Linked DNA regions of Mus musculus: all the other regions are linked to region 4. Evidence: chromatin contacts called from public ChIA-PET, HiChIP or PLAC-seq and promoter capture Hi-C data. All regions are on one chromosome and are shown on one strand. The core of a region is the stretch at or near the end of the contact, and the rest is flanking DNA. Distances in the headings are between cores, read along the strand shown. Region 1 holds the start of Myo1c (myosin IC). Region 2 overlaps Doc2b (double C2, beta). Region 3 overlaps Timm22 (translocase of inner mitochondrial membrane 22). Region 4 holds the start of Rflnb (refilin B). Region 5 holds the start of Ywhae (tyrosine 3-monooxygenase/tryptophan 5-monooxygenase activation protein, epsilon polypeptide). Region 6 overlaps Pitpna (phosphatidylinositol transfer protein, alpha). Region 7 holds the start of Slc43a2 (solute carrier family 43, member 2).

Evidence for each region. Promoter capture Hi-C pulls out the DNA fragments that hold promoters and counts their contacts. ChIA-PET counts read pairs in DNA pulled down with a chosen protein or histone mark. HiChIP or PLAC-seq counts read pairs in DNA pulled down with a chosen protein or histone mark.
Region 1: a promoter capture Hi-C map of the SN4741 cell line shows a contact between it and region 4, with 2.8 times the contacts expected there. The contact joins the promoter of Myo1c here to the promoter of Rflnb in region 4. A contact is called at or near these places in 1 of 39 promoter capture datasets (the SN4741 cell line), 2 of 115 datasets of contacts at active chromatin or transcription factors (extraembryonic endoderm stem cells and memory CD8 T cells) and 1 of 9 other capture datasets (adipose tissue).
Region 2: an H3K4me3 HiChIP or PLAC-seq map of the SCID.adh cell line shows a contact between it and region 4, with 5 times the contacts expected there. The contact joins the enhancer-like site here to the promoter of Rflnb in region 4. A contact is called at or near these places in 23 of 39 promoter capture datasets (the 3T3-L1 cell line, 3T3-L1-derived adipocytes, the C10 cell line and 13 more), 3 of 15 datasets of contacts at CTCF or cohesin (the NIH/3T3 cell line, embryonic stem cells and pro-B cells), 7 of 484 Hi-C or Micro-C datasets (the 3T3-L1 cell line, the N1E-115 cell line, bone marrow-derived macrophages and 4 more), 18 of 115 datasets of contacts at active chromatin or transcription factors (the SCID.adh cell line, craniofacial prominence, differentiating embryonic stem cells and 12 more) and 4 of 9 other capture datasets (adipose tissue, embryonic stem cells, liver and 1 more).
Region 3: a contact with region 4 is called in a promoter capture Hi-C map of maxillary cranial neural crest, with 5 times the contacts expected there. The contact joins the enhancer-like site here to the promoter of Rflnb in region 4. A contact is called at or near these places in 15 of 39 promoter capture datasets (the 3T3-L1 cell line, the HPC-7 cell line, cranial neural crest and 7 more), 1 of 15 datasets of contacts at CTCF or cohesin (embryonic stem cells), 9 of 484 Hi-C or Micro-C datasets (CD8 T cells, the N1E-115 cell line, embryonic stem cells and 4 more), 13 of 115 datasets of contacts at active chromatin or transcription factors (the 230-238 cell line, the SCID.adh cell line, T-cell acute lymphoblastic leukemia and 9 more) and 4 of 9 other capture datasets (adipose tissue, embryonic stem cells, liver and 1 more).
Region 5: a contact with region 4 is called in an RNA polymerase II ChIA-PET map of effector CD8 T cells, with 50 read pairs. The contact joins the promoter of Ywhae here to the promoter of Rflnb in region 4. A contact is called at or near these places in 15 of 39 promoter capture datasets (the 3T3-L1 cell line, 3T3-L1-derived adipocytes, the C10 cell line and 10 more), 1 of 484 Hi-C or Micro-C datasets (embryonic stem cells), 9 of 115 datasets of contacts at active chromatin or transcription factors (bone marrow-derived macrophages, effector CD8 T cells, epiblast stem cells and 6 more) and 2 of 9 other capture datasets (adipose tissue and liver).
Region 6: a contact with region 4 is called in a FOXA1 HiChIP or PLAC-seq map of pancreatic cancer cells. The contact joins the enhancer-like site here to the promoter of Rflnb in region 4. A contact is called at or near these places in 3 of 39 promoter capture datasets (hippocampal neurons, liver and stem cell-derived epiblast-like cells) and 2 of 115 datasets of contacts at active chromatin or transcription factors (memory CD8 T cells and pancreatic cancer cells).
Region 7: a contact with region 4 is called in a FOXA1 HiChIP or PLAC-seq map of pancreatic cancer cells. The contact joins the promoter of Slc43a2 here to the promoter of Rflnb in region 4. A contact is called at or near these places in 2 of 39 promoter capture datasets (liver and pre-B cells) and 2 of 115 datasets of contacts at active chromatin or transcription factors (memory CD8 T cells and pancreatic cancer cells).

The regions. Positions count from the first base shown.
Region 1 is chr11:75,653,708-75,657,490 of GRCm38.p6, reverse strand. It overlaps Myo1c (myosin IC), which reads right to left and starts at 1,476. Exons shown (of 32, transcript NM_001080775.1): 1 at 1,290-1,476. The coding sequence starts at 1,307.
Region 2 is chr11:75,768,193-75,772,043 of GRCm38.p6, reverse strand. It overlaps Doc2b (double C2, beta), which reads left to right. Exons shown (of 9, transcript NM_007873.3): 9 at 1-3,774. The coding sequence ends at 112. Among named protein-coding and RNA genes, the nearest start is that of Gm12339, 26 kb to the left of the region's middle. Within about 2 kb of position 2,548, at least 128 of the 459 cell types and tissues checked have an H3K27ac peak or open chromatin away from gene starts, as enhancers often do. A contact at or near this core is called in the SCID.adh cell line, bone marrow-derived macrophages, craniofacial prominence and 4 more, where this site is marked.
Region 3 is chr11:76,413,171-76,416,658 of GRCm38.p6, reverse strand. Timm22 (translocase of inner mitochondrial membrane 22) reads right to left here. Exons shown (of 4, transcript NM_019818.5): 4 at 346-2,613. The coding sequence ends at 2,537. Among named protein-coding and RNA genes, the nearest start is that of Timm22, 7.8 kb to the right of the region's middle. Within about 2 kb of position 1,423, at least 21 of the 459 cell types and tissues checked have an H3K27ac peak or open chromatin away from gene starts, as enhancers often do.
Region 4 is chr11:76,025,649-76,029,610 of GRCm38.p6, reverse strand. It overlaps Rflnb (refilin B), which reads left to right and starts at 1,829. Exons shown (of 3, transcript NM_029658.1): 1 at 1,829-2,183. The coding sequence starts at 1,974.
Region 5 is chr11:75,730,317-75,734,209 of GRCm38.p6, reverse strand. It overlaps Ywhae (tyrosine 3-monooxygenase/tryptophan 5-monooxygenase activation protein, epsilon polypeptide), which reads right to left and starts at 1,323. Exons shown (of 6, transcript NM_009536.4): 1 at 1,119-1,323. The coding sequence starts at 1,182.
Region 6 is chr11:75,618,331-75,622,276 of GRCm38.p6, reverse strand. It overlaps Pitpna (phosphatidylinositol transfer protein, alpha), which reads right to left. Exons shown (of 12, transcript NM_008850.2): 8 at 2,960-3,037; 9 at 2,711-2,821; 10 at 1,901-2,023. Among named protein-coding and RNA genes, the nearest start is that of Inpp5k, 11 kb to the left of the region's middle. Within about 2 kb of position 1,681, at least 96 of the 459 cell types and tissues checked have an H3K27ac peak or open chromatin away from gene starts, as enhancers often do. A contact at or near this core is called in hippocampal neurons, pancreatic cancer cells and stem cell-derived epiblast-like cells, where this site is marked.
Region 7 is chr11:75,530,092-75,533,889 of GRCm38.p6, reverse strand. Slc43a2 (solute carrier family 43, member 2) reads right to left here and starts at 1,778. Exons shown (of 14, transcript NM_001199283.1): 1 at 1,476-1,778; 2 at 1,102-1,302. The coding sequence starts at 1,261.

The DNA of each region.
Region 1 (3,783 bases), core at 227-2,726, 370 kb after region 4:
TGTGAGGAACCAGCCACAAGACGCTGTCAGAGTCTGCAGGTTAAAGTCTCGTTTCCTACCCTGCCTGCAGGATGTAGAAGGCAGGGACACTTTGGACACAGGCTACAGAACATGTTCCGGACATATGGCTGGGTTGCAGGATGCTGGAATGCAGATAAGAGACCCTATGGGACATATGGACCATGCACACAGCCCATAGGAGCACAAAGGGCCCAGCAGACACTGAACGACTGCATGGAATCCAGGGCAGCGGCATTTTGAGTTGAGGAAGGTGGGACATGACAAGGAGCTCCTAGGAACGGCAGAAAGAATGCTGGTGTTGACCTTGGACAAACCTCCTCCTTTCTCAGGACTGCTTCCTCTTCAGAGAACAGGAGTGGGTTAGTTCAGGTGACCTCAAATCCCAGCTACGTGTTACAGGTGCTTTGGAGGACAAACGGTTCAGAGGGAATTCTGCAGACAGGGAGGGGCCATCTCTCCAACTCCCATCCACCCCAAATTCCCAGAAGTAGAAGTTGTTTAGGGATCAAGCCAGAGCTCACGTCCTAGGAGAGGGTTTCCCCATGGGCCACCACCTCAGCTGGACTTGATGCCCACCCCAGAAGCGGGTGGCCTGCCCTCCCTCAACTGGAGCCACTCCCTCCTCTCCAGCTGCTAGGCTTCCCCCCCCGCCCCCCCTCCTCCCGCAGCTCCTCCACCGTTGAGAAGCCTCAGGAGGTGGAGGGTTCTCCCAGGGGAAACCCAGCTGCCACCCAAGGGTGGGGCAGGTACAGGCTTAGCTAGACCCTCAAGCCGCGTCTTAAGCAGAGCTTTCCTTTCAAAGAGGGCCTGCAGATCTAGAAAATGCTGGGGTAGGGGGGTGTCAAGGAAGAGGAAGGTACTGGGAGCCGCTGTAAATTCCAGGGAGGTCACCAAGTCTCCCCTGACCCTGGTTTCTAGCCCTAGTTGCTCAGTTCTCTGCTTCTCCGTCACCCCTCAAGTCCAGGGCCTGTCTCCCTCAGACCTGCCCACCCCTGACCCACCCAGCCCGAAGCTGCTGCCAAACACCACCGCAGCCAACGCCCCCTGGTCCTCAAGTGGGAGGGGTCTTAGCCATCACCAGGGGCGACCACATGGTCCTGGGTTCGAGCGTTCTGCAGCCCTCTCCGCCTCGGCCTCCTGTTCTAGCAACTTTCAGGGACATCTTCCACCGAAATTCCTGGGCCGCGCCCGCTTCAAGGCCGGCCCTGGAGCGCCGCGGGCCACCGAGAGATACCCTGGACCCCAAACCTGCCCGCGCCCATGCTCACCGATGCCCGGTAGCGCATCCTGCCGGACCCGGCGCCCCGCTCCGCTGCCCGCGCCTCTTGGTCTGTACTCGGCCGCGGCGTAACCGAGGGAGGGGCCAGCCCGCCCCCTGCACCGCCCCTTGCAGGCCCCTTGGCTCAGGGGGCTCGGAGTCCCGACCCTAGGACCCACTGCAGCCGGCCTGGCCGGGCTGGGTGGGAGGGGGTTCGGGACCTAAGAGGGGGCGCGCGAGGGGCGGGGCCTCCTGCGTGCCGCGGGCTCCGCCTGAGTCAGGTTTTCCAGGAGGAACGTCGTTAGTTCCAGGGTGGGGCCCGGAACCCGCGCGGCCGCCGCGTCTACACAGCTCCGGAACTCACTTCCGGGCTCGTGTCTACAGCACGGGGCTGGACACCCCGCGCGAGACGAGGGCTGAAGCCCGTGGGTCACCGGGGAAGCAGGATTTCTCTCCCCACCCCCAACCTCGAGTCCCGGGAAAGTTAAAAATAGAACGAAATGTCCAAATACGGCCGGCGCCCCGGGACAGGCGGAGCCTCTGTACGGGACACTGTCCACCCCCATACACACTCCCAAAGGACTGGCTCCATTCTTTAAATCCTTAGAAAAGAAATTGTTTGAGACAGGGTCTCTTTACGGAGCCCAATCTGGCCTGGAACTCAAGATGCCTCCTGCCTCAGCCTCCTGAGTACTAAGATTACAAACTTGTGCCAAGAGAGCCAGAAGAGAAACATCTCTTGAAAGATCTCTTCCCTAGCTAAGAAACAAATCCTAGGGTCAGAGCAGGGTGCCCTTTTTGACCCAGCATGACCCCTAAAGAAGCCTGTTTGCCGAGTAGGCAGCACCCTTCTGACTTTCCTACGTGTGCAGCCAATAACCTTATGTTCCAGCCTGAATATCCTCCGGACTCAGTGCCCTGCCCCATGGGCTCCTCTCCTCTCTTCCCTTCTTTCTCTTCCCTCTGGATCTCCGCTCTTCCCTGAACACAGGCCATCAGCTGTCTTCCTTGTCTGTCCAGCACCCTCGCTGGTTCTCTGACGACATCAGCCCTTTTTAGGCCCGAGAAGAGTGTGTGAGAGGAGTGGAGTGGACTTTGGGTCAGTTGCCACCTCTTGTGGCATATGGATGTCTACGGTAAAACAAAACAACAACAACAAAACCAGCCTGGCCTTTGCTTACTAGCAGGATGATGATCATGAGTAAGTGCCTTAAGAGGCCGATTGGCTGATACTTGCCAGAATTGTTGGGTTGCCTGAAATGAAGCACTGACCAAGCCATCAACACCACTACTACCCTCTTCCTCTTTCATTCTACACGCACTGAGGGACTTGGGGGAGAGTCCAATCTTCTTGTCTAGTGAAGAAAGCGTCCGCCCCTATATCTACCATTTGCAAAGGGTTCTCAAGTGCCTTATCTATTCCTCGCCCTTTGTAAGGAACCTGAAGCATATACCGAGGGTATACACTTGGTCTAGGGAGGATAGGGGGAGTAAGAACCCAAAGCACCAAAGCGCCCCACCCCTTGGACGGGGACTCCCTGGGGAGGAGGTGAGTCTGCGACAGGTGCTGCCTTGCGGCCTCAAGGGGAAGGATGGTTCATTACTTCGTGAACAACAGCTCGAGCCACAACCCGGGGGTGGGGGTGGTGTGCGGCGCCAGCTGGGGAACGAAGCCCTTTGGAGCGGGCCAGGGGAATGGGTGCTGCAGGTGGAAGATGGGTGAAAGACAGGGCAAAGGGGAGCGCCCTTTACGATGCCCCCAGGTTTAAAAGCATAGAGAGGATACGACCTTCAGTCCACCCCAGAGCATTAGAAGACCTGAGGTGGGAGAGCTTGGAGTCCCCAGCACTAGCATGGGCTCGCTCCCCTCCCCCTACCGCGGCCTCATTGAGCTCCCTCTCCAGCCAGAGGAGTCTTGGTGGGAGGAGCGCACTGAAAGGGGAGGGGCTTCGAGGCCGCAGTGCCCGCCCTGCCCCGCCCCGTCCCGCCCCGCCGCGTCAAGCGGCTGGAATGAGGGGAATCCGCGCGTGGAGGGGTCCGACGGACTTCACCCATCCCGAGCGGCGCAGCCGCATTCCTAGGATGCCCGCTGGCGCCCCCGCAGCCACCGCCCCGCATCGGAAGGAGGGCGTGTAGCCGCCGCCCTCCGGGCCTGAGGCCAGCCACAGTCCCGGCATCTACTTCTAGCCTGCTCCACCTCTCTGGACAGGAGCGTGAGTCCAGAGAGGGGAAGTGAAGTGAGGAACCAAGGGTGTGAGGGACACCGCCATGCCAGGCGCTTCCTGTGTTCTTAGCTTATGTCACTCCCGTCAGTGCCGGACGTACCACCATGAGTTATGTTGTTATCCTATTTTAGAAGGGGGAACTGAGAGTAGGTAGGTGAGAAGCCTTGTTCGTTCAAGATTTCTAGACTTGTACGAGGAATGGAACTGAAACCCAGGACCGCTTTGAAACAACTAAGGTAGTGCTGCTCTGATCCCTCCCAACAGTTAACAGGACTGCAC
Region 2 (3,851 bases), core at 1,299-3,798, 260 kb after region 4:
CAAGGGCGAGCGCCTGAAGCACTGGTTTGACTGCTTGAAGAACAAGGACAAGAGGATTGAGCGTTGGCACACGCTCACCAATGAGCTCCCAGGGGCTGTACTCAGCGACTGACTGTCCCATCTGCTGCCACCCACCCTTGCCACCCGGCCCACACAGGTCCAACCCTGGGCTTTCTCAGCTGCCGCCAAGGGCAAGATCCAAGTTGTCTGCTCGGACATAGACAGTGCAGCCCCTGCTAGGAGGCCAAGAGCACCCAGCCTCCCTCAGAGGGACAGGAAAACACAACATGATACCTGTTCCAGCTCCCTGGGCATCCAAGCTGGCCAGAGCTGGGGGAATCCTCAGCCTCAGCTCCATCCAGAGGAAGGGCTATCTACAGTGAGGACCTATTGGAGGTGAGGGGTGGAGCCCTGCTGCAAGCCCAGAAATGGGGGTACTCTGGCTGCCTGGAGACTACAGGGAGGACAATGGGCAGGCAGAGCCCAGGACTCCAGGACAGACAATGTAGCCAGCCAGAGCTTCCAACTTGCTTGTGCATTGATGGGCAGATAGACTCCGTGAGCCTCTGGGACGGGGATTCCCACTCTAGCAGGGCATCTGGGTGCACATATTGCTACAAAGGGGTGCAGCATACCAGAACCAGCCAGTTGTCTGCAGGGGCTGTGGGTACTGCTGACTGCTGAAGGGTGGAGGGCAAGGAAGGCATCCCATGAGAGTCAGGGCTCAGCACAGTCTTGAAAACCCAGCTGTGGCTTGAAAGCTAGGAGAAAACCAAATACAGAAAAGAGGAGGCCTGAAAGAGGGTACCAGGGGACAGGGAGCCATGGGGGCCTAGGGTTGCGCTAGGGCAGCATTGGGCTTTTAGGCAGGAGCTAGGCTTAGGGATGTGTACAAGCACTTGGGAAACAATGTTCAAACCCAAGCTCTCCCATTTGATCTTGCTCCCAAGGGGTCTCAATGCACACTGCTCCTGTTCTCAGCGTAAATTCCCAGTCAGCTTCAGGGGAATGAGAAAGGGATCCTACTAATGTGGAAAGAAGCAAGCATCCCTCCTGCCCACCTGTCCCTCCCTTCTTCATCCCCTCAGCTCAAGCTGGTGTTAGGTCCTTCACGGCTACCTATGGCATCCTGGCCCTATCAAGACAGTCAGGACCAGCAGTGGAAAATAGAAAGCCTTGTTTGGGGGAAGGTGGAGGGATGGGGGTTCTGCCCTCAGGAGCTGAGAACTCTGGCCTCAGTTTCTAGGAAAGGGTAGGACACTGGTCAGTCTTGAAGCTCCCAACTGCCTCCTGCCAACTGGGATTCAGGAGCACAGGGGGAACAGGGAACCAAGGAGTTCCACCATCATCTCAGAGCCCCATTTTCCTCAATCCATCACTGAGTGATAAGACACTGGGGTCCTGCCCTAAGCCTAGAACCCTCCTACAGCTGAAATAAGAACTCGGGGTCCCAGAACATGATTCCAATCCACAGTGCTCACCAGCCTTCCCTAGTTGGCAGGGAAAATAGGTCTCTAGCTCTCCACAGCACCAAGCCACCTGTTGCTTGTAAGAGACTGGGTTTCCCTCTTTAAAAGGTGTCGCCTGTTACTGAATTGGCAAACGCCTTCTTATTGAATCTTCACCATCCTGTGTGGTGGGAGGCATGGTCAACCCATTTTATAAATGAGATGGCTCCAGAGTTGTTGATAAACTTCCAGGGCCACCACGGTGTGAAGGGCTGAAGCAAAAACTCCAAGCCTTTTGACTATCTGAGGACAAGGACTCTCAGGTCCCTCTCTCCGGAGTTAATGGGGCTTAGTGAGGTCTCTTACAGAGAAGTCTTGTTATTGTCAGCCACCTCACCCTCTAGCTGGCTTTGAAATCATTTGTGCCATTTAGGATTTGCCAAAGGCTACAGCCAAGCCCTGGAACTCAGCTGTCCCACCCCCAGCCTGAGGTCAAGGAACTTGGGGGACCGGCCTGATGTTTTCCCCATACAGCTAGAAACAGGAGCAGATATTTAAGTGCACCTGGTTGAGCTCTGAGTAACTCAGATTTTGCCTTTTGGGGTGCTTTGTTCAGAGAGGAGTTTAGAAACCCCCCGACGATACAGAAATGTTTATTATACCTAAATGTTTATTATACCTGAGGTGACTGAAGCTCATCAAAAGAACAGGTGGCTCAGGTGGACAAGAAACCTGGATCCCTGTTGCACCAGGCAGTAAGTGGGTTTGGGACTCAATGATGATCCTTGCCAATCCCAGGGACAGGCAGGGTGGGAAGCAGGGCTTCTAGCCACCTAAAAAGTGATGGCCACTAAAAAGTGATGGAACTTTCCCGGATCCTGGAACGTTTCTAAATCCCCAGTACATTACATCTCTACTAAAGGGAAAAGGTCCTTTGAGAAGTTTCAGAATCAGTTCAGTCTTTCATTCCAAACGAGTATCTTCCTTCTGGCTCATCAGCGTTGCAAAGAGGAAATTTGATACCAAAAACAAAGGTCATTCCAAAGTACTGTCAGTAACCAGGGCCTCTCTTGATGCCCATCATCCACCTCGCGTCCTGGTCTCTGCCCCGCCCTCCACCACCGTTAGCCAATCCCTGAACAGTCCCGTCTTCCAACCCAGAGTCAGTGACCTCCTGACCTCTAGTGGCAAAAATGAGGAACTGCACCTCCGTGGCCCGCCCGCCCGCCCGCCCGCCCGCCGAGCTCGGGCCAAGCGTCCTGCCCTCCGTCCTTCTCCAGCCAAGTGAATCTCCCGATGCATGGACTCTGGCTGTCCTCGACACGGACTCGTGCACTGCTTACAGTTTTGCTGCCACGTGACGACTGCAGAATACATCCTCAAACTGCAGCGCCACGAAACAATTTTTGTAATCTTGTCTGACCTTCCCAAAGGTGTCCTTTTTAAGTCTTATTTGTTAATATTTATAACGATATATAATCAAAGTAAATGAGAACGTCGTACTGAGGTCGCACTAGCTTGGGAAACTCCTTGGAAGATCTGGGGGGAACAAGCGAAAGACAACTGGGGCTTATATGTGGCGTTTACTTTTGTTTTTTGAAATGCATTTGTAAACCAGTCTAGCATCCAACTTGTGATGATCCTCCTGCCTCTCATTTACAACTCTCCATTTGAAACAGGCTCCTAGGTTACTTATGGAAAAACAGGCTCAGAAGTTTGAATATGTGAGGCTGATCAGATGCACCTGCCACACAAGCCTCAGGATTAAGCGTGATCCCTGGAAGACAAAAAGGCAAGACTTTCTGGTGTGGCCCACACCTTTATAATCCCAGCACTTGGGAGACAGAGGCAGACCGAGGCCAGCCTGGTCTACATACCCAGTTCCAGGACAGCCAACAAACAAAAAATTCAGGATATGCAGGTGGTGGAGGCCAAGGCCATAAGTTCCAGCACTCAAGAGACAGGCAGATCTGAGTTTGAAACCAGCCTGGTCTACAAGTTGAACAGCCAAGGCTACGCAAACCATTTCAAACACACACCCACACACACCCAAATCAGGATGTGATGTGACATTAATAATCCCAGCAATCCCAGGGACCATATGGGAAGTGGGGATTGGGGAGTTGCCCAGAGCCTTCCTGCCAACTAACCTAGAATAAACACCCAAAAATAAGATCGTCCCTGTATCAAGCTTTAAGGTGTAAAGTTATCCTCTGACCTCCACACAATTGAACCAGCTTGCACGCTCAGTATCTCAACCTCCCTCTATTTCCCTCCCTGTCCCTCACTTATACACACAATAAAATGTTAAAATAATGAGTTAAAATGCTTGTACAGGATTAGTGCTGACCTGGGGCAGATTTCTCCACGGACAGACATGAGTTAGAGGAGGCCAGAGAGGGC
Region 3 (3,488 bases), core at 174-2,673, 390 kb before region 4:
TGCACCCAGATGTGTTTCCAGGAACCTGTTTATCTCTAACCTTGCACCTCCCTTCTGACTTTTGGAAGACTGTGGCAGTTGAGGGAGAAAGCTGCCCCTCTCTGTGGATGCATTTCTAAGTCACTGCTGCAGTCGTTCACTTCATGGGATACTCACTGTGGGCCTGGTCACAAGTATGCCTGGAAAAGATGACAGAGGTAGCCCACTGGCCTTCCACTACTTATGTTTTCCTCAAAAGTAGCATGTCTTTTATGGCAGACTTCTGTTGAAGTTGCCTGTCAGAGACCTGCACCTTCCAACCACCACCAAGAGCCTACACTCCTTTAGGAGACCCAATAGGGTTTGTGTGGGACTTAATCAGCTGAAGCCATTGGACACTGTTTATTCTAGAGATCAGGAACAGATGTGTCTGCAAACTGCTGTTTGGTTTATGAGCTCATACTGACCCCCAGCCATCTAAAACAGGAAGCTATTCATCTCCTTTTGATTGAATGGTCCACGTGGACAAGGCTTGGCTTGTTCAACTGATGGCTACTGACAGCTGAGGCCCCTCTGTGCCAAGGTAGCTGTGATGGCAGCATTTCTTGTACTGGCGCTCATGTGAAAGAGCAGCTGGTAAAAGACCTCAGGCACCTGAGCACTTTGACAGGTACCAGGTAGAGTCCATCCTTGCATCAGTGTTCCTAGGTGAAGGATTTACAGACAATACAGGAAGCACTCCTAAGCCTGTTTCCAGAGCTCTGGGGTAGGCACGACTGAAGCTCTGTGCTTATGAAATAGGGCAGGCATCATACAGAATTCACTGCAGATTAGAAGCAGGGAGATTGACTAATTGAGTACCTGACTTGGATTCTTTCCTCGGCATAGGAACGAAAAGTATTCAGCAAAGAGCCCGAGCCCCGTGCACTCACCCATCCTAAGAAGACAGCAAAGGTGTTACTCTGGATCTGATATCATTATTCACATATAAATACACACCCAGATGACCAATGTTGAAGTTGAGTCTTTGAACTCTGCTTAAGGTTGAGTGAAGATGAGGAAGCAAGAAAAGCAAGGGTAGAAGGGTTGCTATACAGCAGGGGAAAAGACTGCTGGCTGAAGGTAGCCAGTTCCAAGCCTCGGCTGAGCCTCCTACACAGAAGCAGGAGGTAAGGACTGAGCCCATTAGTTCCACCTTCACCCACACGCTACAGTAAACAGTTCAGTGGCACAGCCCAAACATAAAAGGCTCGTTCTCTGCCATGGTATAATTAGGCTGAACTGTTGAATAACAGTAACAAAAAACAAACCACCAAAAGCCAAAGAAAAGCTTAGCGGAGAACAGGAGTGGTGGTGAACAGGCCTCTGCCATCTGATCTGGGCCAGTAGCTACAGTATGACTGACTCAGCTGGCAGGGTGACCACAGTAAGACATTCACGGACCTTTCACCTGGGTTGGGGCCCAAGACCAAGGGTTTTGTAAGCTGTAGGCATGACCATCAGCCAATCCAATGCCTTTGAGGAGGCAGAGGAGTTACCAGCATGTTGCAATACATCCAGGAACATGGCTAAACTTTCTAGGGAGAGGCCTTGCTGATGGAGTGGCTGTGGTAACAAAGATACAGCTTCCACAGACGCTAAGAGCAACGCTCCCAGAGTTCCTTAGAGGTTTCCTAGCCTTTCCATTGGATTTGTCACTCTTTGGGCCAGCTGGCATCTTTTGTCAGAGGTGTGAAATCTGAAAAACTAGCTCCTAATAATAGTACATCTGCTTTAAAAAAAATAAAATTGGGTATTTTTGCCTGCATGTGTATATGTCTGCACCACTCAGGTGCCCTCAAAGGCCAGAAGAGAACCTTAGATCTCTGGAACTAGAGTTACAGATGGTTGTAACCCACAATGTAGGTGCTGGGAACCAAACCTGGGACCTCTGGTATTAACTACTGAGCCTTCTCACAGCCCCCATATACATATATTTTTTTTTTCCTTTTTCCGGAGCTGAGGACCGAACCCAGGGCCTTGGGCTTGCTAGGCAAGCACTTTACCACTGAGCTAAATCCCCAACCCCCATATTTTTTAACAAGGACAGCAAAGATACTAACTGAAATCACATAATTGCCTCGATGGCATAAGTTTACTTTGCCCTGCCCTGGGACTCATGATGGATACTTGCACACAGAAGGAAGAAGAGCTTCCCGGCTATGGGCAAACACTGCCACTTCCCTATTCAAAGCTGGGGAGCTGAGCCAGGTCAGAACTGAGCCTGGTTCAAAGCTTAATGCGTAACAGTCCACACACTGCCTCCTGATCTGTTTACTGCAAGGAGACACTCTGCCATACCACCTCCCCTGAAAAACCTGGTTGGAATTCAAGTGGAAAAGTATGGTTGTTCCAATGGCTGCAGAGAGCGATCGAGCAGCGAGGTGTGTCCTTCACACCATCAACTGTAGAGGGATGCACTTGGCTTCACCCCTGAAGCAGTCCAAGTGTGTAGAAACTGCTCCACAGAGCAGCTCTGAAGGTGGCTGGCGTCCTCTTTCCTTCCCGGCTGTTTCTTTCACCGTAGGTAATAATCGATTGCAGCAGAGAAAGCAGCAAACCCTCCACAACCTATGGCCCCGGCCTTTACTCCAGCTGCAAAGCAAACAACAGCGTTACCACTGTAATGGGTGCTAGGTTGGGACTGCACTTGTAAGTTTGTACCTCGGATGCATAGAAACCAATTTAAGCATGTTAAATCATCCGAACTATGCTGCCTCGTTAAGATTTCAATGAAGTGGTTCTGGAGAGCTGGTTCACGCAGTTAAGAGCACTGGCTACTATTCCCAAGCACCACAGGGTTCACTACCCAGCACCCACATGGCAGTTTACAGCTGTCTGTAGGTCCAGTGCCAGAACATCTGGCACCTCATACAGATATACATGCAGACAAAACACTAATGCACGTGAAATAAACATAAATCGTAAAAAAGATCTCAACGAAGCAACATATGCCACCCAAACCAGTGTGCTTCATCTAACTATACATTTGCTTAGCTTTTCTCATTCCAAACAGTTACTGTTTCCAGTCACATGGACCTAGCCCTTCAGTCAGGAGAGTGGTTAAGGGAAGTAGTCCTTGGAATCAAATGAAAGCATATGGCCTTATACCCTGATCTGTTTATGGAGGAAATTCCTGGGAAGGTGATCAAAGCAATCCTGAGGGGAGCTGAGCTCAGAGCCCCAATGAAACTACACTGTGAAAGACCAAGAGAGAAGCCTCTCTGCCAACCAAACATGGCTGTGAGGAGCTAGTGCAGCTTTAATGACAGCAAATCACTGGCTCTCACATGAGAGGCTTGGCTTTGGGTAAGTCAAGCTGTGAGTGATGGAGAGCCGCCCAGCAATACATACTGCTTCTAGGAGCCTCCAGTGCGTGAGGCCAGCGCTACACTTGAACAGGGGCGGGGTGGGGATGCTTTGTTTCTAGCTGATAACATTCCTAGGATGTCTGCTCGAAGCTTTCTTCT
Region 4 (3,962 bases), core at 580-3,079:
CAGTATTCAGAGTGGTGCTCAGAGGGTGGCAGTGTGGCCTCAGAATGGTGCTCAGAGGGTGGCAGTGTAGCTCTGGAGTCAGCAAGTCCCAAAGTAGGCACCTCCCAAACTGCCCCCACAACAATCCGCACTGAGATGGGGCGTGGTCCTCCTGGCCCAGCTTCTGAGCTTTCTCTGTCCCGACCTCCAGCTCTTCTGGCCTGGTGAAGCAGGAGGTTACCATCTCCTTGGAGCAACTGCTACCTTCCTGGTCATCTCTCCCAGTCTGACCAGTCCACTTTTCACACCCTCAGAAAGCACAGAGGTTTCTCCTCTGATGTGGGGGTCCAGTTCTGCAAGGTGTACAGATATTGAGGTCAACAGGGGTAGGGAAGTGTGACACCTCAGATTGTCCTTGCATTAGACACTTGTCCAGTACTGTACACTGTAGATTTTTGTAACCTATTCCCACCACCCCTGAATGAATGAACAACCTCCCAGTCCAGCCCCCTACAGGATGTATCCTCTGTAGAAGGAATGACCCTGGCTTTCTGTTCCTAGCAAGCTGCCTTCTATCCATCACATGATTAAAGGCAAGCCCTTCTCTCTCCGTATCAAAAATGATGGGTAGAGAGAAAGGAGGACTGAACTTTGCTGGTAGATCTAGTCACTCTGAACATATATATATATATATATATATATATATATATATATATATATATATATTTTAACAAATCTGCCCCAAGCAGGACAGATGTTCTTTGTTCTTGCAAAGATGTGGATTGGACCACGAAGGTGATCCAGGGAAGACTTCTGGTGGAGCACGTGGCACTTGGTGTTGACCCCGGGACATCTCCATGAGAGGAAAGAAAGAAAGAAAGAAAGAAAGAAAGAAAGAAAGAAAGAAAGGAAGGAAGGGGAAGGGGAAGGGGAAGGGGAAGGGGAAGGGGAAGGGGAAGGGGAAGGGGAAGGGGAAGGGGAAGGGGAAGGAAAGGAAAGGAAAGGAAAGGAAAGAAGAAAAGACAATGATTTTAGGCACACCCCAACTCAATTACTTCCCACTGAAGAAGAGCTTCTCTGTCAAACCTATCAGGAAGGACCACAGTCTGTTTGCTGTTGAGTTTAGGTTTTGTTTTGTTTGTAGAAGAGATTCCCTCTGATAGGACAGAGGGAGAAAGTTCCTGTGAGTGAATAGACTGTGGCCTCCATAAGGGGAATCTTGACTCCCTAAGAGAGCTGCTCTGTTTGCTGGTCTCTTTGGGAGATCCAAGCCTGTGACACCCTCAGAACTTCCCTGCCTGGACTGGCCACAGCCTGTTCAGCTGTGCCCGGGACCAGGGAGTGATCGACGCCCCCGGGAGTCCGGAGGAGTAGGCCCTCTCTCCTCCGGGGCAGACGTGAGAGCCAGAGCAGGCCCTGCTGAGCCAACAGGCCGCTGGAGCCATACGAAGCGCATTAAGTATTAATAATTTCCAGTTGTTTGCTCGTCCTCTCTCCCCACGCCCCCCCCCCCCCCCCCGCCCCCGGCCTCTGCAGACTGGGACTCCTTGGCTCTGGGCTGCCAGATCTAGAGATATTAGCACCTCTCGGGGGCCGGGGGACAGTGCATGGAGCAAGGATCGCCGTGGACCATAGGGACAGGGTGCGGGGCCGGACGAAGCCTCGCAGCTTTGCCAGTCGCGGCATGCCGGGGAGGTGGGAGGGGAGGCCCGTCGCGGGAAGATCGGCGCTCGGACGAGCTGGGCGGCGCGCGGCGGGAGCGCAGCGGCCCCTGGCGCTTGGCCTCTCGGCGGTCACCGCGGCTGGGCCAGCCCTCGGGGCGGGGCGGAGGGCGGGGCCTCGAACGAGCGCGGCCGCTGGCGACACCCGGACAACGCGCCGGCGGCGGGGCAAGGAGGGCAGCCCGGAGGGCAGCGGCCCCGGCCCGCGTGTGCGGCCCTCTCTTGCACTCCAACACCGCGGCGGCTGTGCCCGGTCCCGCCACACGTGCAGCTATGGTGGGCCGGCTGAGCCTGCAGGATGTCCCTGAACTCGTGGACACGAAGAAAAAAGGCGACGGCGTCCTGGACAGCCCGGACTCGGGGCTGCCCCCAAGCCCTAGCCCCAGCCACTGGGGGCTCGCAGCGACGGCGGGCGGCGGTGGGGAGCGCGCTCCGGTCGCAGGGACGCTGGAGCCCGATGCGGCGGTGACCCCTATAGTCCCGGTGAGTTGCCTCCCGCGCGGACTTCTCCCAGTCCCGGCCCACCCGCAGCCCTCCCCGGGGAGTCTCCAGCTTTCGCAGTCGGTGCGGCCACCCGCCCGTCGAGACGGCGTGGCCATCGCCGGGAGCCGGGGCGGGAGCGTAGCGAGAGAGCCTGGCCAGCTGGAGCCAGTGGCTGGAAAATTGTCATCGCCTGGGAGGCGCGGGAGCCCCGGGAGAGGCAAGCCGCGGTCTCCTCCCTTCGAGGTGGCGGCCCCCGAGGCTGCCAGGCTGCGGCTCGACCACATTCCTGCTGGGGCGGGCTGGGTGGGGCTCCCGGGACACGGACAGGGATCCCGGGCCCTCCCCACCCGGGGGGCCCACGCCCCGCGGCTTTGCTCCCAAAGCGGCCTCCCTCTGCCGGGACCTGGGAGAGGGGTGTGCTCTGGGCTCCTGGCGCAAGGCGGACCACAGCCTTTGGGGTTAGTCACACACAAGAGTCTTCAGGGTCTGGTAGGTCTTTTTTTCCCAGCCAGTGTTCTGCACTTAATGAGATCAGCGTCCTCCAGGTGGCCAGGGCTTTGAAAGTATTAATCCTTTTCCTTCTTTTCCTTTAAACTCTTTGCAAGAAAAACTCCCAAGTCTGTTTTGTCTTGGGATCTGTTCAGGTGATGATATTCAGAGCACAGCTCAAGAAAGGCCACATCCTGTCTACAGTAGAAGCTCAAAGTAAGACTGAAGGAGAGCTGTGACTGTGCCTCCCATGGGGAGGTCAGCGGCAAGTGTTATGCTTAAGGACCAAAATGGAGCTTTGCTGGTGTGGGGCCTTCTTGACCTACTGACCCTGTCCCAGCAAAAACCAGCACCTTTTATTTCCACTCCAAGGTGAAACTTGCTTCAGCTTGGTCTTTCAGTCTCTCTCATCTTTCCTGCTCTGACCACCGATCAGACACTCACTGGTGCCTCTGACATGGATTCCTGCACCTGACATGAACCTTGACCCTCTCACCTTTCCCATTCAAGTCCTGGTGGCCCTTCCTCACTATGTGGCCTCCTGGGGGAGCTTTCTCAGGCTTCTTCCAGAACCTGTGGCTTGGTGTCCAGGCTCAGTGTCTCTGTGTGGGTCTATCTTATCACTGCTGCTGACCCAATAGCGCACTGACTCTCTCCCACCCCTGGATACCCAGGGAATGTCTGTCTGGGGAGCAGGGATGGGGATACAAAGGAGGCAGGACAGGAGAAACCAGTATGGACACCTAGAAGAAAGATGTCTTGGAATTGTAGGAGAGCTCTGTGGCCTCACCTCATGCACACCCTCTGTCCACTTCCTTTAGCTTGAACTATATATCCCCTCCCCCACTGGTCTCAGTAAACTCCATCCTAGCCCTGGAATGGTACCCCAGCTCCCCAACATGCTTTTGGCTTTTGCATCTTCTGCTGGTAACACAGTAAAGATCCCTGAGCCAACCTCTTAGAAACACTTGCCTCCTTCTCTGTCCTAGGGGTGGGACTGCCTCTTCTACATCCTGGCACAAATGGAGTTCTTGCTCTTAAATTAAGCAAAGAAAATGACAGCTCTCGGAGAACCAGAGAGTACAAAGGGCTGCTAGGTCCTTCCACACTGTGTTTATCTCTGCACTGGAGCACAGAGGGGGACCAGAGAGGGTCACCTGAATTTGCCTGAATTTGTCAAAGCTGTATTCCACACACTAAGCTTTCTGGTTAGTGGAGGCCTGACCCAGAGCGAAGGCATCTCTGGCCTCCACTGTTAACAGTTGTGGGGACCCTCTGGCATGGATGGCG
Region 5 (3,893 bases), core at 74-2,573, 290 kb after region 4:
ACTGAGTGCTCAAAATAGGTAAAGCTCCCCAAGCCAAGGAAGAGCATGCATTCCACCCGAACTTGGGTTGTCAACCCAAAGTGCTACTAAACATTATTTGAATTAACCATTTCTCAGCAGGTCTTTCCATACTTCATAATGACGAGTGTGAATAGTACAGTCGTCAATTTTACAAACGGGTAAACTGAGGCACTGACTCTGCAAAGGGAAATTCGTACTAAGGAATCCTGGCAAGCCTGGTCTCCTGTATTCTAGCCATCAGAACTCCGTGCCTATGAAGGATGGGGACAGAAGGGGGAAAAAAAAAACCCGCAGCAACTTTAGGATATCCTGGGTAAGAACAAACGGGGTAGGAGTGAGGTTCTGCACCTCCCCGGAAGAAGGCGAGGCTAAAAAGCCCCCCAAACTCTCAACTCCAAGGTGTGTCGGCCCAAAGGAAGAAATCCAATCGCAGCATCTCAGCTCGCCTCCACCCAAGGAGGGAGGCTCTGCAGTGATTTCCAAACACTCCACCCTCACCAGAAGACTCCTCTCCACCGCCGGCCCCGAGAAGCCGTCCGTTCCAGAGGCTTCTCCTTTGTGAGGCTCCACGGCCGCCGCCCCACACTGGGCCTCAGGGGAAAAGCCACCGCCCCCACCCGCCATATTTCCCCGAAAGGCGCCTAGCGCTACAGCTCCTCGATGCCGCCCTCTCCCGAGCGACCGGTACCGTTCCTCACATCGCCCCACCCAAGTGTCCTCCTCCACACCCCGCCGCGGTTCCCGAGGGCTCCCGTGGGGATCGCACGCCGGGAGCCGGCACCCGCCATCTCCTCCCCCCTCCCCCGCCCGGGGACTCGCCCTCCCCCTCCAGCCGCCATTTTACAACCAACTCCTCCACCCTCCGCCCCGGCCTGCTGGCGGGCGAGCGCCTGCAAGCTAAGGACACCGGAGGGGTCAAATCCCTAGGCCCGGGGACTCCCACCGCGCCGGGAGCCCGCAGGCCTCGGCCTGCTTCCCGACCCACGTCCCAAGCCGGGCTCCGAGACGGCTCCGCCATTTTGTCTCCGGTTCCCGGCCTCTGTGGGCGGCGGCGGAGGGTCCGAGACTTCCAGCCCCCCGACACCCCCCCGACTCACCGTCGTATCGCTCGGCCTGCTCTGCCAGCTTCGCCTGGTACACCAGATCCTCCCGATCATCCATTGCGGCAGCGGCTCCGGCAGGGTCTGCGCGACGGATGGAAGCGGATAGCGTCTCCGACTCTCTCAGCTTCTCGCTCCGCGTCCGAGCAGGAAAAATGGCGGCGCCTCAATCCGGGACTTCCGCCTGCGCACGCGGACAACTGCTCAGCTCTATGGCAACCGCTCCCTGGCAACTGGCGCGGGGGGGGGGGGGGGCGGATCCCGGAGTTCGGCGCCAGAAAAGGCTGGAACCAGCGCGACAGACGCCCCTCCTCCGTCGGCACAGCGGGCGGCCCTGTGGCGAGGCGGGAACTGCGACTGCGACGGAGAACGGCCCCTGGAGCGGCTGGAGGCGAGGTCGGCCTAGACTGCGGGAGGGGAGTTAGCCAGAAGCCCGTGCGGGGCGACCGCGGGCTGGCCTGTGGGGGACAGAGCGACAGGCTTGATGGGTTCTTGCTACGGCAGGCCTTCCTCGTTGAAGATCAACCGGCCCTGTGCATTCTAGCACATTTTTCTCATCCAATTTAAAGAATTGACAAGGACAAGAAGGGAAAGCTCGAGTTTTCACGCATCATCATCTCCCTTGCTTCCATACTTTAAGCATTTTCTTCTCCCCTCCAGCCATATTTTATCTCTTTGGCCTATCGTAGATAGGACTTTTGTTTAAAATCTCTGGTTTTGCTTCAAGCATAGGTGAGTGTGTTTAATTCCAACACTAGTGAGGTAGAGGCGCAAGGATCGAGTTTGGATCAAGTCCCATCTACAAAGCAAATTCCAGGTCAGCCAGGGCTACATTGTGAAACCCCCATCTCAAAAAAAAAAAAAAGGAAAGAAAGAAAAAAGAAAAAGTGGTCAATCTCAGCTAGTTAAGGGAAACCCTCACTCGAGGGAAAAAGGAGACATAGTGGCTTGCCTCACTTGGAGTGCAAGGTGCACCTGAGGTGTGTAAGGGCAAATTGACATTGATGAGTTAGAAATAAATAATCCTCCATGGGGATTGCTTCACTTGCAATGGCCACGCCTAGTCTGCTTCCTTATGGATTTTCAACATCTTATACTCAATATCAGCTTGCTGCTGAGCCATGCAGAAAAAGGGCCTCAAAATGAGTGTGAAATCAAAAGGTTGGGATCAAGGCCTGAGGTCACACGCCCAGAGGTTTGCATCTTAGTCTGTGAACGGACAGGAATTGTTTTGTCCAAACGCTGGAGACTGACCCCCACAGCTTCCACCGTGTGTTTTGCCACTGAGTTATAGTCCTATCTGGGCAAGCTGTTTTGATGATTCTGAGTGGAAGGTGACATCGTCATAATTGTACTTAAGAAAAGTATTCCGTACTTACTGAAGCGGTGGTTCACGCCTGTAATTCCAGCACTGTGGAAGCAGAGACAAGGATTGCCACAAGTTCCAGGCCATCCTGGACTAAAAATACCCTACCTCGAAACACAAACACAAAAAGAAAGGAGCTGGTGGTGAGAGTTTTGGTTTCTTCAAAAACCCAGCTATGGTCTGTGAATGTGTTTGCGTTTTAATCCCAGGCGTGGGATAAGAGGCGGCTTCGAAGCAGGTGACTAGGATTTACCTTGTGCACTAGCAGGGCTGTGGTCTTGCCAGCTGCGGATAGTTTATGTTTGGATTTCTGGAGACTCTGGAGAGGAGATAAATAAATGCCAGAGCCCAGAGGGGAACAGGGGCACTCCAAAGAAGAAGGCTGCTGCTCCTGGTTGCTTTTGTTGCAGTTTGTCAAATGGCCATAAGCAAAGAGACAAGAAGTTAGAGATACCCTGACGACAAAGATTAGACTTGCCCCAAGGACCCCGATGCCCCCAGTGAGCAGGAAGTAGCCTTTAGAGGTCTATATTCCCTTTCCCCTTCTTTCTCTCCTACCTAGTGTTGGGGGGGGGGGGGTTGGAAGGGGAGGTAGAGATATAAAAACCCAGTAAAATAGACAAAAAATATGCCAACAGGAGAAAGAAAACATTGCATAGCAGTAATGAACAAGAATGGTAAATTATCATATTACAAAATATAAGCAAAAGTAATCGATACTAGCCTCTGGACAGAGAGGAAAGGACAGACAAGAATAGCATCACGGAGAGGCCACAGGACTTTGTAGCTGACCAGCCATGTGAAATAAAACTTGACTTCCCACCTTCCCACCCTGTCAAAGGAATGAGCAACAGTACCAGTAACATAAAAGAAATACAGAGCTGAATATGGTAACTCACACTTATAATCCCAGCACTGAGAGGCTGAGGCAGGAGGATTGCCATAAGCTTGAGGCCAGCCTTGGTTACATAGTTCCAGTTCCAGGCCAGCCCCAGAAAAAGGATAAGACTATGTCTTTAAAGCAAACAGGAAGGCCAGGGATAGTGGCACACTTGGGAGGAAAAGCAGTTGGACCTCTTGAGTTTCAGGCCCAGCCACAGAGCAAGTTTCAGGACACCCAGTGCTACAGTGTGAGACCCTGCCTCAAAAAATACACACAAAAACCATGACAATAATAAAAAAAACAAACAGGAGTCCAGGAAGAGTTGCTGGCTAAGATAGAGAGAAAAACATGAACTCTTCTTTAGCACGTGCTGGTTCTGAGATTCCCCAAGCATTAGGCAGGTAGAATAGCAAACATGGAGTTGAAAGGGGGCTGATAAGCCTGGCATGGTGGTATACCTGTAATCCCAGCACTGAAGACAATGGGACTGGAAGATTGGGAGTTCAAGGCCACTCTCAGCTAC
Region 6 (3,946 bases), core at 432-2,931, 410 kb after region 4:
GGACTACCAAGTTTGGACCATGAGGAAGGCAGAGTCCTATGATTGTTTGGATACTTTTCCCCAGAACTACAGCACCACTTTATTTATTTATTTATTCATTCATTCATTTATTTATTTATTTATTTATTTATTTATTTATTTATTTTTGAGACAGGGTTTCTCTGTATAACCCTGGCTGTCCTGGAACTCATTCTGTAGACCAGGCTGGCCTCGAACTCAGAAATCCGCCTGCCTCTGCCTCCTGAGTGCTGGGAACCACTTTATTTATTAATCTACTTATTTATCTACTTACTTATTTTATTTTATTTATTGGTGCTGTGCTTAAACCAGGAACCTTTCTTACCCATGCTAACAGCTCCAGAGAACAGACAAAGAACTGTAATGCTTCCAGGAAACCCAATTACTTTATGCTGGGCACTACTAGGCAGAGAGTGACTTGAGAGTCCCTGTCAAACCCTGATTACAATACTCCATCTGCTAACTTCTGCAGGGAGCAGGGGAGAGTAGGACTATTAAGACCTGAGGATTCAAGCCTCTTTCTCATGCAAACAGAATTAGCAATGTGACTTAGGTCTACAACTTCCTGAGGATTCTTCCGAAAGAATCAGGGGCTGTGCTCCAAATCCTGCCACTTGCCCTTCAGTTTTAGGTAGCTGAATGAATAACTAAAACATCCGCCTTCAGCAGGAACTAACTTGCACACCACTTCCCAGTGAGTCAGCCTGGGAGGAATGTCTTCCCAGAAGGTAGAAACTTCCCTGGGAGGCTCTGGAGGAAGAAGGGCTCTGGGCCCAGGTTCTGCCCTAACCTAGCACTGAAGTATGGAACATCTGTGTGGTGGGCACAGCAGCACTGGAGGCAGGCCCTCAGCTGGAAAGCATGTCCTCTAATGGGCATTCAGGCATACCTTAAAAAGATGAGAGCTTCCTGCTTAGGAGGGCAGGACCCCCATGGGCATGTAGATCAAGAGCTGTGGCCCTAAGCCAGACAGCACTGGGCTCTTTTTTGTTTGTTTGTTTTTGTTTTATCGAGACAGGGTTTCTCTGCAGCCCTGGCTGGCCTGGAACTCACTCGGTAGACCAGGCTGGCCTCAAAATCAGAAATCTGCCTGCCTCTGCCTCCCAAGTGCTGGGATCAAAGGCGTACGCCACCACGCCCGGCAGCACTGGGCTCTTAAGACTGACTGTCACCTGCAGGCTGCAGTAGAGCCGTGCTGAGCCTCACCTGCCTCAGCTGAAGATGCCTCTTACACTGTGAGACAGCGCACAAGCAAGAGCAAAGAGGGTGCCTGCTGGTTTTCACTGAGCAGCCTCCTAAATGGACTTCTGGGGGAAGACTTTATTTATTCCTTAAGTAAACAAGGATCTGGGTCTTTAGGCTCTCAGAAAGCAAACTGCTCTCCTCCTGGGATCAATGCCAAGCTCAAAACCAAAATACCTAAACAAAAATAAAAACCAAAAACAAAGAAATCCTCTCACCTGCAAAATAGTTTGGAACAACAACCACACAGAGCAATGCCTGTGTGTGGCTGTGCTGTGGCTGTCCACTCCAGTGTATTGGTAGATCAGCTGAACCTGCCTGGCTCCACGGTCACCTCAAGTTCCAAGGCCTAGCACCATCCCCCACGCTGACTGAAGAGTCACTGCAGCGGGCGAATTACTCACTTGGCATCAGGTGCAGACTACCATATTTGTCTCTGTGCCTGTGCCAAGACCTCAGCCACACTGTATTCCCGAGCACAGACTGTTCTCCTTATAGTTCCCATACTGCCTGGCAGTAACCTTATCCACAACAGAGCCAGGCTTGTTCTTAGAACAACTGGCTGATGGCCTTTAGATGTGTCCAAGTCCCAGTCTCCTTGACAGTCACACACTTATGAGTCCCCTGGCATCCGGCTCACCTCATCCAGCTGTCTCTTCGTCTCTTCTTCCATCCTCCGAATGTCATCCATAGTCAGATCAACCCATTTATCGAGCCAACAGAACAGCTGCCTGTGAAAGTTTGTAAACAGACGCTTCTCTTGCTATGAGGAGAAGGGAAACCAGTCAGAGAGCGGAGAGGAAAGGCCCCTCTGCATTCCTCCCCAGGATTCACAGTTTACTGGGTGGAGGGGAAGAGTGATGCCTCGCTGCCTTATCTGGATCACACCCAGGTCAGTGACCTTTGCCAAACTGTTTCTGGCAGGTTAGTGTTCCAGTAAGGATGGCCATCCACCTTACAGGTGAGCCCTTTGTCCCAAATACTACCAAAACAGGCTGCTCATGAGATCTGGCCAAATTCTCTACAGTCTCTGGTACCTAATGCCGGGTGGGTTATGACTAGCCAGCAGGTATAAAATGTGGCCCAAAAGTGTGATTCTAACACATGTGAGAATTAAGACGCTTAAGTCTGTCCAGTTCTGTACCCTGGGACACTTGGGAGTTTGGCTCACAGTGCCTCTTGCCTTCTGGATTAAAAAGGAAAACTTGTTTTCTGTGTAGTTCAAGCATAGCAGAGCCTTTCCTGTTTTCTTCTTTCACCTCCGTTTCTTTCCTTGTCACATGTGCTGCCCGTAGAGGGACAGAATTAAAATGTAGAACAGTATGTGCAAGGGAGAGCCTAGCGAGCAAACCCAAGACTCCAGTGCTAGTGACCGAGGAACAGGTCAGTTACTGGGACCAACTGGTCTCAGAACACAGACACATGGAAAGGCCTCATCCTGCAAACTTACCTTATGTATAAAGTTTTCCACTTTGTTCTGCAAGCCCCACCACTTGAACTTGACAGTAACCAGTTTGTATGCACACATATATGGGCAGTCTTTCTGATTGACAAGTTCTTGCTGCAGTAGAAAAACACCCAGAAGCAGGTTGGTAAGTAAAAGATCTCAGGTGGTCCGAACCCCATGCACACCCTCCTCCAAGAGGAGAGGCCCACCCACAATGTGCCTGCCCCCTGGTGGCAAGGGTGTGACTTGTACCTTCCAATTCGGGCCCAAAGGTCCGCGTCCTGTTTTGACAGATTTAAATTTTGCTGGGTCTTCCTCTGCCTTGTAATCCTGAGAATAGTGGGGATGGGGTTGGAAGAGAGGATGGGCGAAGAGGAAAGGGAGGTGAGGAGGAGGAAATGGCAAAGTTTTCATGAGAGGGCATTTCATGCCAGTTCTTTTTGTCGCTGTGAAACAGGGTGTTTCTATGCAACCCTGGCTGGCCTGCACCAGCTCACTCTGTATACGAAGCTGACCACCATGCCCAGCTACGGTAGTTCTTGAAAATGCTGGTGTGGAGTGTGGGAGAATCTTATAGACAAGATAAAGTCTGTCTGCTGGATAGTTTCTTGTTCTGTTTTGTTTTCCAAAATATACAGGAGTATGTAAACCTGGCCATTTTGGAACTCACTCTGTAGACCAGGCTGGCCTCAAACTCAGAGATCTGACTGCCTCTGCCTCCTGTGTGCTGGGTTAAAGGTGAGCATCACCTCCACTTCAGCTGTACTAAATAGTGTCATGTTAACTTGACACAAGCTAAAGTCATTGCAGAGGAGAAAACCTCAATTGAGAAAATGTTTCCAGGTTTGGAGAGATGGCTCAGTGATTAAGAGCACTGACTGCTCTTCCAGAGGTCCTAAGTTCAATTCCCAGCAACTACATGGTAGCTCACAACCATCTGTAATGCAATCCGATGCCCGAAGAAAAGAAAATTTCTCCATAAGACTGGACTGTAGGGCTGGTGAGATGGCTCAGTGGGTTAGAGCACCCGACTGCTCTTCCGAAGGTCCAGAGTTCAAATCCCAGCAACCACATGGTGGCTCACAACCATCTATAACAAGATCTGACCCCCTCTTCTGGAGTGTCTGAAGACAGCTACAATGTACTTACATATAATAAATAAATAAATAAATCTTAAAAAAAAAAAAAAAAAAAAAAAAAAAAAAAAGACTGGACTGTAGATAAGGGCATTTTCTTAAC
Region 7 (3,798 bases), core at 529-3,028, 500 kb after region 4:
GACACTCAGGGCGTGGAACCTCTTGCCACCAAGTCTGTCAACCTGAGTTTGACCTCATAAATTCACATAGTGGAAAAAGAGTGTCAACAACCAAAAGCAGTCCTCTGTCATCGACAGCAGTCCTCTGTCATCGACAGCAGTCCTCTGTCAGTCATCCAGTTCTGTGGCCCCCATAAATGAATAAAAAAATGTAAGAAAAAATTTAAAGTAAAAAAGTAAATGAATAGGACTCTAGAAATAAAAAAGACATGCCAGCAGTGACCTACAGAGTCAAGCCTGGGTACGGGGTGGGGCAGAGACAAGAGACAAAGGCAAGAAGCAGTTCTTACCAAGGATGCCTAAGAAGGGGAGAGGATGGCAGCTGACTCGGCCCCACTGATGACCCTACAGCAACCAGGGTATGAAGACAGGAGTGGCAGAAGGAAGGGTGGGGGTAGTGTGGGCCAGCCTCAGCCTGCCTGCAGTCTGTCCTGGAGAGTCTAAGCATCCTTCTACCACTGTCTCCCTTCCTCTTCCTCCCTACGATGTTTTGAAAGCCACTGAGATGTTCTCACAGTTCAGGAGAGGAAATGGCCTTTGGAGAATCATAAAGCAGCAAAAATAGACAAGAAATTCTATCTTGGCAAGCCTTTAAGGGGACTCCATAATGGCCTGACTTAAAAACATGTAGGTCTAGATGAACCTTCCTTCGGGTGGAGGCGAAGCCACTTCCTCTCTCCTGCTGCACCCCGGCCTATGAGAGTTCCTCTTTCTTACACATGTTTTTTTTTTTTTTTTTTTTTTTGCAAGGCAAGCAATGCTGCAGGCCCTGGAAGACCAGAAGGCCAGCAACGTTCCTGACTGCACGCAGGAGTCTATTAGTCTATTAGTCTACAGCTTGGGCAAATGGAAGACTTGTCCCAGCCTCAGTTTCTCCATCCACAAACAGGGACGATGATAATGATACGCACCCAGAGAGCTGGATGAGGATCAAATGGGCTTTTTGGCACTTAGAGGCGCTGTGCAGCAAGCAGGCATAGCTGGCTTACATCTTCACCACCAACCGCCCTCTCCCAAAGACCCACTCCAGAAACCTGCCCCCGACCGAGGCGCCCATCTCACCTGGCTTCGTACACAGGTAGGAGTAAAAGCCCTCGGACTTGAGCATGATGAGCAGCGAACCCCAGCCCAGGAGGACTGCGGAGAAAAGGAGGTTTTCCAACACAGCGGTGCAGGCCATCCACCAGCGGCGCCGATGGGCAGTGGCCAGGGTGGGCGCCATGGTGCGGTGTGGCGGTGGTCGGGCTCCGGTTCTGCAGACACCTGCGCGCAGACCTCAGCTTCAGCGGTGGCTCTACCCAACCCGTGTAGCCGCTGGCGCACAGCCTGTCAGTCCCTTGCAGCCCAGGCTATAGGTGCCCGCCGCAAAAGAAAAGAACCCTAGCCCTGTCAGGGACCTGGGCCACCCCGTACCCGCAGCTACCTGGTAACGCTACCTTAGGCCACAGTGGAGCCCCGCTGGCCAAGAGGAAAGGCTTCTCCCTTAGTTCACTCGGAGGTAAACTGAGGCATGGCAGCTGGAAAAGGGCTAATTATGCTCAAGGACGTGGAGCGGGTCCTGATCCCAAGCAAGACTGAACAGCCACTTTGGGGGCCGGAAAGGGAGGCAGCTCGTAGTAAGGTCACCTGAGCAGAGGCTCACCTGAGAGCTGCCACTCCCAGGGACCCTGACAGGCTCCCGCCCGCCCGCACTCGAGACCCTTCCTTAGTGCTTGTTCCTTCAACCACAAAATCAGCACAGGGAGCCCCGAAACGGCCCGCCCACGGCGCTTTCATTGGCGGGACCGCACAGGAACTGCCGCGCCATTGGTTAGTGTTTAGGTCGCTAGGCGCTACCGCCACGCGAACCCCGCATGGGAGAGGCGAAGCCGGTTCAAACCGGCGGCGCGAGCCAACCGCGCGACCCCCGTGTCGGGCTGTTACCCCGGCGATTAGCCCGTTTCCATAGAAGCGGATCCCGTCCCTCTGTCCTCCTGGCCTTTTTCGTTACGTCTCCCTCCCGGTGTCGTCCCTCTGACAAGTATGCACCTTCCCTCCAACCCCTGCCTGCGAGCGGCTTCAGGTTCTCGCACCCTCGTCTGAGACCCGGATCCTGGGAGTCCAGCTCACCCGGCTCCTACCAGTGTGTATCGGGCCCGCCCGGCGCCTTTTCTGTCCCCTTTATTTCCAGCCCTTTTATTCCTATCCTAAGATGAAAAACACTGCCGCCCGTTGATTGGCTGAGTGGGGCTGGAAACAGGCGTCGGCCAATCAGCAGCTACCCACCCGCCCCCCGGCGAGCAGAAGCCGGTTCCGGCCGGACTTGGAGACAAACAAGAGGAATGGGGGGGCTGGGGGGCGGCTCGGGCAGGCCCAGCTCTACCCAGTTAAACTGGAGTGCCCCTCGACCCGGTGACCGCCGCGGGCATCGCCCCACGCCCTTCTCGTTGCCCTCTTCCTTGTCAAGTTCATGGGTCAGCGTTTCAGGGAGTCTTGGTCCACAGCGAGCTGGGCTCCAAGCACCGTGCGGTTCGGCCCGCAGTATAGACCACCGTTCTCGCCCGGAGAGAACCAGGGCCGGATGCTCCAACTCCGCAGGCCATTACCGCCCTTTTGTGCTGTTTCCCGGCCTGCTCCTTGGGCTTTGTGTCCGGGCTCCTCGCTGCCTAGCCCCCGTTGTCCTATCCAGGCGCTGTCTACGGGTATCAGAACACCCCGACCCAGGTCGTGGCATAATTACCGCATCCCTGCTAGATCTCCCGACTCACCGGGTCCTTGCCTGGAATCAGGTGCCTCCTGCCTGGTCTTTAATCGGTGTCCCTTAAGGGTCTGTAGTCAGGATTTTGGACTAAGAGCCCCTGGTCCTCCAGTTGTCGCCATCCCCATCCCGCGCCCTCTTTTCTCGGTGCCTTCAGAGACCGGTCAGTGTTCAGGCCGGTCACCTTGGCATGCCCTGCCCTCCCACTTTCCCAAACGACTCTTTCATGTGGCTGGCACACTTTCTCGTCCACCCTTCTTCATGCTGTGAGCAATCCCGAGCACCTAGTTAGTCTAAGTCTGACTTTGGAGAGCGCGATAGATCACTAGGGGTCCAAAGAGCTCCGTCCTTTCTGTATCATCAGCGGAGCTGCGCTGCTCTGAGGACCTGCTTGGACGTGGAATGGAGCCTCAGCACGAAAGATTTGGCTGTCCGTCCGAGTCTCCCTGACGAGAGGCACTAACCTCCCCTCAGAAAACACTCGGTATCCCTCAGATTCTCCACACTTCAAGAGCCGGCTTGCTTTAGAGCTAAGGGTGTCCCCAGCAGCCTGACTCAGCTTCCCTCAGCTCGAGTGCGCCCCCTGGTGCCCAGAACCTTCGCCAGCCATTCTGCTAGTGCATGCTCTCCCAGACTTGGTCTAGGCTTGCTGGTGGGTTTGGGGGCCTGATGACCTACTGTGCAGAAATCTCATAAGCTCCAAATTGGACCTACTATCTGCCAATAGATTAAGCCCTTCAATCCTTTTCCTAAGCAATCTGCTTGAGGACCTTCTCCAGACATATATCTAAAATGTTCCCTCCCCCTCTTCAAATAAATAGTGCCCCCTTCTCCCTCAGATTGTGTGTGTCTGTGTGTGTGTCTGGGGAAGTGTTGAGACAGGATCTCACTATGTAGCTCTGGCCATCCTGGAACTGGCTATGTAATCCAGGCTGCCCTCTGCCGCCTCGTGCTAGGGGGCTCAAAGGCACCCTACTGAGCTACTAACATGTAATGATGTTAGACACTGTGAACTAAACATT